Linked DNA regions of Mus musculus: region 1 is linked to region 2. A link is a contact called in public promoter capture Hi-C data. All regions are on one chromosome and are shown on one strand. The core of a region is the stretch at or near the end of the contact, and the rest is flanking DNA. Distances in the headings are between cores, read along the strand shown.

Region 1 (5,499 bases), core at 1,807-4,306, 530 kb after region 2:
ATAGGTGCCTCTGGCTCACATCTTCTTTGCTTTACAGGGTACCCTCATCTCTCCATACCTGTCTGGCCCAGTGTCTGGGGTACTCCTAAATTCGTGTGCTTCTTCTTTCTCCCTAGGCTTTCCCCATCTTTCCCATAGGTGAAGACTTTTAGTCATCCAAGTGTCATTATCCAGTGCTTTCTCTGGTCTGTAGTTTCTTCTGTATGCTGCATTACAGGACACTCCAGACATTTTAAACTGTCAGGAAACTGAGGCAGCTTCTCCAGTCCCATTTGGTATTTTTTCCCTGTCTCAGGCCCTGTCCATTTCTAGATTCCATTCTCTTCCCCCAGGCCTCTGTGTATCCAGACTTCTCTCTAGCACATGCAAGACCCTGACTTCACAAAACCATCCTCTGTAATCAAAGCCATCCATTTGCCAGGCATAGTGGTGGTGGGGTGGGGGTGGGCGTGGGCGTGAGGGTGGGGTGAGTGGTGGTGGGGTAGGGGTGAGGGTAGAGGTGGGTGTGGGGAGTGGGGAGTGGGTAAAGAACATAGTGAATTCAGAGCCATCTTGGTTTTACAGCCAAGATCTTGTCTCAAAAAACCAAGTATCAAACAAAGCCAAAACCAAAACCTTCAGTCATTTCCATTTGTCTACAGGATAGAGCAGAACGTCTCACTCTGGCAGAACTCTCACAGTCTCTCCTGTCAGTTCCCCCCCCCCCCCGACTTCCTTGTTTGATTATTTGTTTGCCTGAAACTCTCTCGCTAAGTTCACATATTAGCCATCCTCCCCGCCCCCCGCCCCCTGCCCAAGCATCTTCAACTCCATCACTGTTCTTTCTTCTTCTCTCCATCTCAGCCTTTATCCAACCCCTGCATGAGTTCCCTCCCCTCACCAGGGTAGCTCTGGTGGGTAACTCTTGTCTGAGTTCCTGCTGCCCTTGGAGAAGGCTGCCTGTGTTTATTTTCACTCCTGCGTGCATATTTCCAGGACCCAAGTACACAATGTGGTAGAAGTTACAAGAGGTTGTTCCCTGTTCCGGCACATGGCACAGCCTCTGTGGGATCAGAGGCAGACACCATAAGCATTTGTGGGCTTAATGCTGTTAGCATCCTGGGCTCAAAAGATAGCTTCAGCTCCTGCTGCCCTTTTGCTGGCTTCCTTCCATACAAAACAAGGGTATCACACTGCTCTGACTATTGAGTCTAGTCTCAGCAAATGTTATATCTGACTTGACCCACCCTCTTTGGGTTTTAGCAACATGCCTGACATTCTATCAGCTGAACATAATGACTCCCCAGGGGAGCCGTGCGTGGGTGAGTTTTCTTCTGACTTAAGAATTAATGAGTCTGATGTTCAAAGTATTTTCAAAACTATGCAAATTCCCAGGAGATTAATGACAGAAAGACTCACCAAGTATATAAGACTGGTATGGTATGGTGGGCAAAATCTGTCACTGTCCTCAGCTTGCTAGAGAGAGTTGACCTTGCTTTTTGTACATCACAGCCAGCTTCAGTAAGAAGAGTGCTATACTTTCAAGTTGCACTTATTGAATCTGATGGTTACCACTCCAGGCTGGCTCCATTGCCCAGAACTGGGCGAGAGTTCTCTTTTGTTTGAGAGGGACACCGTGCTACTTTGTTGGCCTTGGACCACTCATGTTCATTTGTTAGAGCCTCTTGGTGATCTGAGGCCACGTGGAATAGCCATCAGTTTGTTCACACGCTCTGCAGGCAACCGATGAGTGGTTGAACAGGAAAATGGTCCAGTTACATTGTGACTGTTGTCGGGAAGAAGGGCTGTTATCAGTTTGAATGCCCCACACAGAACATACTTCCAACCGAGGCCTGTGTTGTGATGGGCCTCTCCACACACTGATGTGGGAATTCTCAGCCTCATGAGAAATAAGCTTTTGTCCTCTATACATTACTCAAAGTGGACCAAGGCAGCACTCCCTTCCAACTGTTTTAACTCTGAGCAAAACCACTCCCCTTAGACATCATTCTTTCTTCCTAGTGATCAGTGGACAGGTGTTTATGTGGGGTGAGATGCCTTAGGGCAAACCCAGAGATGGCATAGAAGCCAAAGCCCAGAAATCTCTTCCAGCAAGGATAAAGGGTTACTTCCTGAGTTTGTGGTGCATGTTATATTCAGATGTAAATGTAGTTGGTGATACTGAAGGTAAGGAAAGGAAGATTCCTTATCTGGAAAGAAATTTGGGATGCAGATGCAACAGTGAGAATTGCTTCATGTGGCTAAAGTGGGCTTAACATGAAGCCCATGGTACCTTTCATGGACAGCACTATTTTTATTATGGCTGTTGTGCTAGCTGGTTGACTTTTGAGTGAGTGACTGTCCTGGTTAGATTAATTTTTCTTTTCTTTTCTTTTCTTTTCTTTTCTTTTCTTTTCTTTTCTTCCCCTCCCCTCTCCTCCCCTCCCCTCCCCTCTTTTCTTTTCTTTCCTTTCCTTTTCTTTCTCCCTTCCTTTCTTTCTTCTTCCTCTTCTTTTTTTTTTTTTTTTTTTGGTTTCTTCGAGACAGGATTTCTCTGTATAGCCCTGGCTGTCCTGGAACTCACTCTGTAGACCAGGCTGGCCTTGAACTCAGAAATCCACCTGCCTCTGCCTCCCAAGTGCTGGAATTAAAGGCATATGCCACCACCGCCTGGCTCTTATTTTCTTTTCTTTTTTCTTTTTTGACAACTTGATATAAGCCAGGATCATCTGGGAAGAGGAATCTTAATTAAGAAAATATCTCCATTCTCCACTAAACTGACTTAGAGGCAAGTCCATGGGTGCAATTTCTGAAAAGTGATTGACGTGGAAGGGCCTAACCCACTGCGGGTAGTACAACCCCTGGGCAGGGGTCCTGAGTCATATAAGAAAGCAGGCTGAGCATGCCATGGAATGGGTGCAACCTTGTAAGCAGCACTCCTTCACAATCTTTGCTTCAGCTCCTGCCTCCAGGTTCCGGCTTGAGTTCCTGCCGTGACTTCTCTCAGTGATGGACTATAAATAAACCCTTTCTCGTCCAAGTCGCCTTTGGGCAGGTTATTTTATCACAGCACTAAATACCTAACTAAGACACTGACGAATTTTAGTGAGTGAAGAGTTCAACGTAGCCCAGGGACCATAGCTAGGAATGCATGTTTTATCCCAGCTCGGTCATGACCTGTACATGAGGCATAGATTTCCTACACAGTCGACTGAGAGGAGCTTGTCCTGCAAGGCAGGCATTGTGCAGTCTTGGTTGAAATAAGCATGGTAGGAAGCATAGGGAATTTGGGAGAAATCTAAATCTGGATGTTACATTTGGGAAGTTTGTGATCAAATGACAACTTATTTTCGTTTCATTAAGAAAACCTTAATGATCCAAAAACTGATTGGCCAAAGGAATTGCTAAGATACACAGTGTCTTCTAACAGACAGTGCTCTAGATATCTGTGACAGGCATGTGTCTAGAGATGACAGAGAACTGGAGACCTCAGCGCTGACAGAAGATGGATGCATTTGTCTTGGCCTATAGAGTGGATGTGCAGTCATCGGCAAACACCATTCACATGGCTAACCGGATGCCGTGGACGGCTGTTTGCCTGTAAGCCTCAGTCCTGACACACACTTTCTCACCCTGGTTTCCTATAGGGACCTCATCAATGTTCGGAAATAACACATTTATTTTTTGTCTAATACAAAATTATACTTTCGGCTACATATAGTGCACAGTCCACCAAACTGAAACCCAGGGCAGTTGGGGGAGATGAGTGAAGCCAGGAAGCTCCAGGCACACAGAGGAATGAGTACTAACGGCGGAGCTGGCAAGCCCCTGGATTCACATGGCAGGGCTCCTGCCCATCATGAACTTTTTGCATTCATTTCCATATCGATAGACATAATAAAAAATGAGTATCTTATTCTCAAGGCTTCAGAACATAGGCAGTCCCGTGGTCTGTGGTGAATTATTTCTTTGTCTCAAGAGTCGCCCTATAAATAATTCTCGAGGCTGAGAAGTCATAAAAATAAATCTCCATGTGTCTCTAACGGGAACTTCTCGTGTTCTCAATGTCATCTCCAAAATAAAGCCATCGCTGTTCCGAGTTGTTTCAGCGTGCGTGTGCTCTCTTACTTCCCTGCCTGCCACCTCCGTGGGGTGATTTAATGTCCACAGAGAAATGCAGGCGCCGGGCTGTCATCCTTGGAGATCAGGGATGTCTTAACAACTTCATAATCAATTCCATTGCTCATTTGGTAGCTGGAGGGCCTGTCACCAAATACACTTACTAAAATGACAGAGACCTTGATGCCCGGCTTTGTCTTCTGAGAACCAGGTACCCGCTTCTGCCTCTGTCATCTTCATTCCCTCCGGAGAGCAACTTGTCCAAAAGCACATGCATTTTCAAAAATAGATAAAAGGACTACACATTAAAAGACTCTGTAAGTCTGTGACCTGGGTAAAGCCCTGTTGGAAATCCCTGACTAGATTGGCATGGGATAGAGCTGGGGCGGCCATCTTTGATTCCTTGTCTGTATTGTGCCCATGATATCATTCCTGTCTTACTCTCCAACCAATGCCTGGAGGACTTCAGCACTCAGACATGCCATACCCCTCTGCAAGGAACACAACAACCAGGGCAGAGTGATGGTGGTGGTATTAACTATCTACCTTTACAATTTCTCAGAAATTTCTCTAAAACTCCCTGGCTTCTGGCAGGGGAGGTGGGTGATGTTTTATTCCTAGGAAAGCCATACCAAAAAATTTATGACCAGGCTTGGTCATGGTTGAGACTAGAATGGCAAAATAATGAAGCTGCAGATATTTTAGCGTTCTAAGCTAACCCAGTGAAGGAAAGAGAGCACAGACTATTCTGAGGTGGAGCACGGGGATTGTGGGGGAAATTTAGAAAGATCTCATGATTCATTCTCAGCACAATTGTCCTGAATTGTTCTTGTAGGACTAGAAAATAGCGACCATACTGACAATATTCCAAAATCCCACAACCCAGAAATAAACACTATTAGCATTGGAGAACGTTCATTTTTCCTTTCTTCTCTAAATGAGTCTTGCTTTTCTTATACATAATTGTGCCGTGTTTGCCGAAGTCAAGTGTAAGCATTATACAACCTTTGCATTGTGTTGGGCTAGAGCTCACCTACATGTGAGGCCTGGGATTCAGTCCCTAGCACATGAAAACAAAATTATCACCTTACTATTTTTCAGTCCTTAAGAATTAATAAAAGTTCCTTTAAAACACAGCTTTTAGTGTCTTGCATATATCCAGGAACGTCTGATCGATCTTTAGATGGGGATTGTAACTGCTTTCAGCAGGCTTTGTACCAATAGCTCATCTTTATGCAAATGTGGATGTGAAGCCCTGGCAGCTCTGTTTACCACTTAGTCATAGAGCTGTTCTTACTGGGAGAAGAACACAAATCAGGTTAGGTTCTCATAACACATATTTCCAATTTAAAGGAAAGTTTATTGACAGTTCCACGACAGCGTCCAGGTAAACACCTTCCC
Region 2 (5,285 bases), core at 1,385-3,884:
AGAGATGGCTCAGTGGTTAAGAGTATTGGCTTCTTGTTGTAGGATATTTCATCACATTATGAACCCCAAGATTGTGTTATTTACTGAAAACACCTGTTTCTAGTTGTGGTGTGTCTCAGCTTTAGCACATACCTTTAGTCTGTCTGTCTGGAATATAGACATACCCTTAGTATATAATATCCTTATACTTAATATATAATATCCTTACCCATAATACTTAGTACCCATAATCCCCCAAAAATTAAAATAAAATTATTTTGTAGAAGGAAGCACCCATGTTCCAAAGTGATATCGAATTGAGTGGCAGACAAAGTGACGAATCAGAGAAAGATCTGACAGAGTAGGATCTGTCCAAGTCTCACAAGAAGAGAGAGGAAGGGGAAGCTACTTGAGGGGCAGTGCAGAGCGGGAAGAGGCAGTTTAACCAGGGGAGGTTTACGGAGAGAACAGGCTAAGCACAGGTGAGTCAGAATGAGTCAGACAATGAGGAGCCAGTGCTGTACCAGGAATGCTCGTGAACCCTCAAAGGACCACCAAGGAGCCCATTCCAATGTAATCGAATTAGGGTCTCTTTATTTAAGCTTAAGCTTGGGCCACACTACCATCTCTGACACAGAAGAATGGGAGGAGGCCCAGAGCCCAGTTTCAGGCAAGCATTTATAGAGGCAAGAATGGGGTATTAGCCAGGTACACATTTGATTAGGAGGCCATTATGGCCTTTAACATAATTGGCTGGTGCTGAAAGTCAAATCAGAAACTTAACTTCTGTTTTCCTCCTGATTGGTGGTTGTTAGGAAGTGAAGTGTCAGGGGCAGGCTTGTAACCTGGGGGGTGTAGATTTGTTAGGGAACAACCTGGAAACTGGTGCTAAACTTAGGTCTTGTTGGTGGATAACCTAGAAACTAGTGCTAGATGCCTGTTTGTTAATTAGCTTGAGTTGAACCTTAGGTCAAGTTCTCTAAGATGGAGTCTGAACCCAGAATATTTGTTCTCTCACCAGAGGACCAGAAGAGATCGACACAGTTAGTTTGAGGCTAAACAGCAATTCAGGAGAAGCCCAGAGAAGCCAGTGTGAATCAGTCAGCTCGGAGAGGAGTTTGAGCCAGAACAGCCGAGTTAAACCACCCAACCGAGTTCAAAAGGAACAATGCCAGCTATTGCCACTGCTCTTGGTTGCTTCCAAGAACTTGACAGCGAGACCCTAGTGCTGAAAACACCATACATTTTGATTATTAGAACATGGAAAAATCAGGTCACCATAGATAGCAAAAAGGTCACCAGATGTCAACAATATCCACTCCAAGTCTTCTGGGGGTGAAAACCAGGTTTTTATTTCCTGCATTGAGGAGGTGCTCGGGTGTGTTTAGCATTCCTGGCTCCCTAGTGCTCAGTGGTTACACGGGCCTTTGTCCCCCCAACAGAGAGCACTTTCTTTTACACATAATAACTTTTATTGGGGTGGCCCCATTTTTTATAGGTCAAAAAATGTGGCTCTGGTCTCAGTTGAAGGAGTGTGGGTGAGGCAGAGAAGCTTCGAGATTCCAGAACAGTAGATGCCCCCCAGACAACGCAGCAGGCAGGAACCAGTAGACCCCGACTTACCAGGGGTCCAATTGCAAACATCCCAGCAGCCATCTCTGCTTCTGCTTTCTGAAAGGGTGGCTGTCCTGCCGAGAGGAATGTAGGGAAGAGTGGTAAACCGTGCAAACCAGTCCTGCCTTAGAAACTTCAGACTCACCACGCAGGAACCCTGAGACAGGGCTCCCATGAGGGAACACAGGGATGAGCCCCATGAAACACAGGGAAGACCCCTGCAACATCAGTGAGATCCAACTTGTCTCTCCCCCCCGCCCCCGGAGATCTAGGGTTCATAAGATTATTAAATGTAGTCACAGCTGGTTGGTCTGACATTGCACAAGCAACTTTAAAAACACATTCTCATTTAATCTTTACACTAATCTGATGGGCATTATTATTCCAATACACAAAATTTAAAAAGTTCTCTAAAGCTGTCTCAAAGAACAAAAGTGGCCAGTGCTAACCACCCTTGCAGCATCTTATCCCTTTAACCAAGACACAAGCCACACAGCTAGACACAGTGTTTAGCCTGTTTGTGACCTGAAGTTTCCAGAAAGAAAAAAGAAAAAAAAAAAAAAAAAAAGACACACCTGTGTTAAAGATTGTACAAACAAGGCGGATCGATTAATAATAAACTTTAGTGATTCTGGAGAACTGGAATGTTGTAGCTCTGCACCCTTTCTTCGTCTACCTGAGTTTGACTTAACATCTACTCTATGAGTATTAGGTAAATTCTTTTAGAAACTACAAGAGTTTCTTCCATCTACTGCACAATTATCAACAGACTTAAGGAGAAACCTCACTTGTGGTTCCCGTATCAGTGCATTTAAAAGTAAAGAAGGAAGGGTGCACGCTCTGGCAGCGCTTACAGCACCCTGGACCAGTCCAGCATGTCCCAACCAATGCACATTATTCTATTCCACGATCGTGCCAGGGAATGACAAATGGCTTAAAAAGGGATCATTTGAAATGGCTTAAAATCAGCCAGCCAGTGCAAGCTGCCCGGTGAAGGAATGCAGCTCAGCTCTCAGGCTAAGCCATCTCCGGTGAGGCTGGCCTTGGATTGTCCACCCTCCTCTCTGACGCGGTCCGCTGCTCCGGCCCGGGTAGGGCTGAGGTCTTGGTGACGCTGCAGCTCTGAAGCTCCGCTCCACCAGAGGGCGCAGGGGAGACCTACAGCATCCCGCCTCTGTGGCCCAGGCCGCTCTCCTCAGGGATGGGAGGGTCCGATAGGCTAGGTCCGGATCGGCCAGGCCGTGCACTCACGAAGGGAAAGCGCACCCCCGTCTGCACCCGGGCAGAAGTACCTGGCGGCCGCTGTGTGCCCGGCAGAGGGCGCTCGGTGAGCACGGAACCGCGCCGCAAGGCGGCCAACGTTAACCTTCATTCAGAGACTCTTCATTTAACCTTCCTCGCGATTAAGAACAGTTTACTGATTATCAACCTTCCGCGCAATCTAAGAAATACAATCACATTGGAATGTTTGTGTCTAGAGGCCACGGCCGTGTCACTCTCTAGCACTAGGAACCTTTGGCAAGATCTTTTCTAAGGTCACCTCTGTGTTGCTAAAGAAAGGCACCCAGAGAGCAGAGAGGCCACCTATAAAGTCTCAGAAGCCAGGAGAGTTGGTGAATGTCCACACTTTGCTTGGCTTTGAATTTCTTGATTGGAAAACTGGCGATATCTATCTACACTATCATTTTTGGTTCTTTAACTTTCCTGACAGGGATGAAAATATGCTAAAGGGGTCTGGTGCCAGCCAGTGGGGAAACTTAGGTCCGGGAAAGAGATTTCACACAGTTCTGACATCATACCGGTCCATCTTCTTTCTACAAGAGACTGGATCTTTGATGATGGACAGGTTCACACTTTGACCAGTCTGGAAGTGTATCCTGGGACTCAGGAACCCAGGAGCCACACTGCTCAGAGGGGAGAAGGTTATCCCGATGGAAGAGCATCCCGAGACACCCGGCCCAGGAACCACACAGCTCTGAGAGGAAGTCTCCTCAGCAGAGGCATTGCAGCTCCCAGGAGAGGGTCTCCCCAGCTGAGCCGAGTTGCTCACGAGGCTCACTCAGCCTTGCTCCCCTTTTCTCATTCTTCCCTTCTCTTCATTGCTTCTTGGCTGCTTCTGATAAGAGAGTCCCACCAGACAGCAAATCTCAGGAAAGAGATCTAGTGGAAGGATGAATCCAGGGAGACGAGGGACAAATCCAGGGGTGGCTGCCACTGCTCCCAGGAGTGGACAGCAAGAAGTTGAACCAAGAGCAGGGTTTACACAGCTAGGGGCGGAGCTTTTGGGGGGCGGGAGGAGAACCCCCACAGAGATTTCCGGATTGAGGATTGGTAGGATTTCAAGTCCTGAGCTTGGGGGAGCTCAGGGATTGGTGGGTTTCTCTGTTCAGGGATTGGTAGCTTTTTTCAGCCCTCTTTCCCTGCGTTGGGCCCAAGGGTTAGGATGGGAAGATCTTCCAGGCCACAGGCCACACAGGTTGAGGTGCCATCAATGTGCGGCTGAGCTGTTTTTTGGAAAGGCTGGAGAGGAGGTGCTGCTCCCTGGACAGCTCCTGTGATCGCTGCAGGCTGAGGCAGGAAAGGAGTTGCGACTGTTTTTACAAGTGGACTACAACCAGAACCATTCTCTATTTAAACTTAAACATGTCAGGACCCCGAAGATGATCTTGGGGTACGGGTGTCACTAGACTTTTATACCTTTTCCCAATGTGGTCACATTGTGTCTGTATGTTGCGGGAATGCCACTAGAGCTCTTTATTTGTTCTCATGTGACTGCATCGAATAGATCCCACTGGCCTCTTCCCTCCACAGGTTCAAATGGGGCAGGCTAGAGCCAGAGGCCTCTTAAGAATTTCATCTTTCAACTCACTGTAGCGGTGCCAGCGATCCGTCCCACAAGTATTCATTTTAATTCGTATTACTTAATCTCCACTCTGGCGTCTCACGTCGGTTCCGCCTTCGTGGGTACATTGTTAGGTGTTTAGGATCTCATTTCTTAGTCAGTCTCCTGTAAGGCATTCCTCACTGTACTGCTGGTCACTTCTCATGCTCTCCCCTGTACTCTTAGTCTTTTCCTTTCTCTCATATTTACTTCCTCCTTTTAAAAAATTTTAAACTACTCCCATATCTTGGATAGTCTCTGAAATCTGTCCAAAAGTATCCAAGCTTCCTCTCCAGCTCCTCTTTCCACCTTGATTTCTTTCTTCCTTTTAAAGACGATCTTCAGCCTCCACAGCCCCCTCAGTTGAAGCACAGTTGCAATAATCACGCATGACTCAGTTGTGGTAGAGTCGAAGTGCACAGTCCAGAAAATAGTTCAGTCCAGATGTCCAGGTTGCCTGCTGTATGTATACGCTCTGTTCTATCCCCTGAGGAAAATCTTAGCTGCAGGAGCAACCACAGCTGCTGGGCATTGCCGCTATGCCAATGCTGTAGCCCATTAATGACGTTCGGACCCTTTAGCCTCAGTAACTGTTGAAGGACAAACAGCTGAGTGTATTGGGGGATAAACAGTGAGTTGGAGTATATCAAAGTTTAGTTAATGATTAGGGAAAGGGGCCTAGACAAAGACTCTCATTCTCAAAGCACAAAAACATTCTCAAAAGAATCATACTAATATAGGCAATGAGATCTCAGTCCGGATACAGGAGCCACTTAAAACACCAAGTGGACAGGACCAGAAAGAAACCTCC

The links. Promoter capture Hi-C pulls out the DNA fragments that hold promoters and counts their contacts.
Region 1: a contact with region 2 is called in a promoter capture Hi-C map of trophoblast stem cells, with 2.6 times the contacts expected there. The contact joins the enhancer-like site here to the promoter of Zfp286os in region 2. A contact is called at or near these places in 6 of 39 promoter capture datasets (3T3-L1-derived adipocytes, embryonic stem cells, hippocampal neurons and 3 more) and 1 of 115 datasets of contacts at active chromatin or transcription factors (embryonic stem cells).

The regions. Positions count from the first base shown.
Region 1 is chr11:63,286,680-63,292,178 of GRCm38.p6, forward strand. No RefSeq gene overlaps it. Among named protein-coding and RNA genes, the nearest start is that of Gm29851, 39 kb to the left of the region's middle. Within about 2 kb of position 3,057, at least 2 of the 459 cell types and tissues checked have an H3K27ac peak or open chromatin away from gene starts, as enhancers often do. A contact at or near this core is called in trophoblast stem cells, where this site is marked.
Region 2 is chr11:62,754,186-62,759,470 of GRCm38.p6, forward strand. It overlaps Zfp286os (a long non-coding RNA gene), which reads left to right and starts at 2,635. Exons shown (of 3, transcript XR_879919.3): 1 at 2,635-2,920. It also overlaps a transcript of Zfp286 not described here.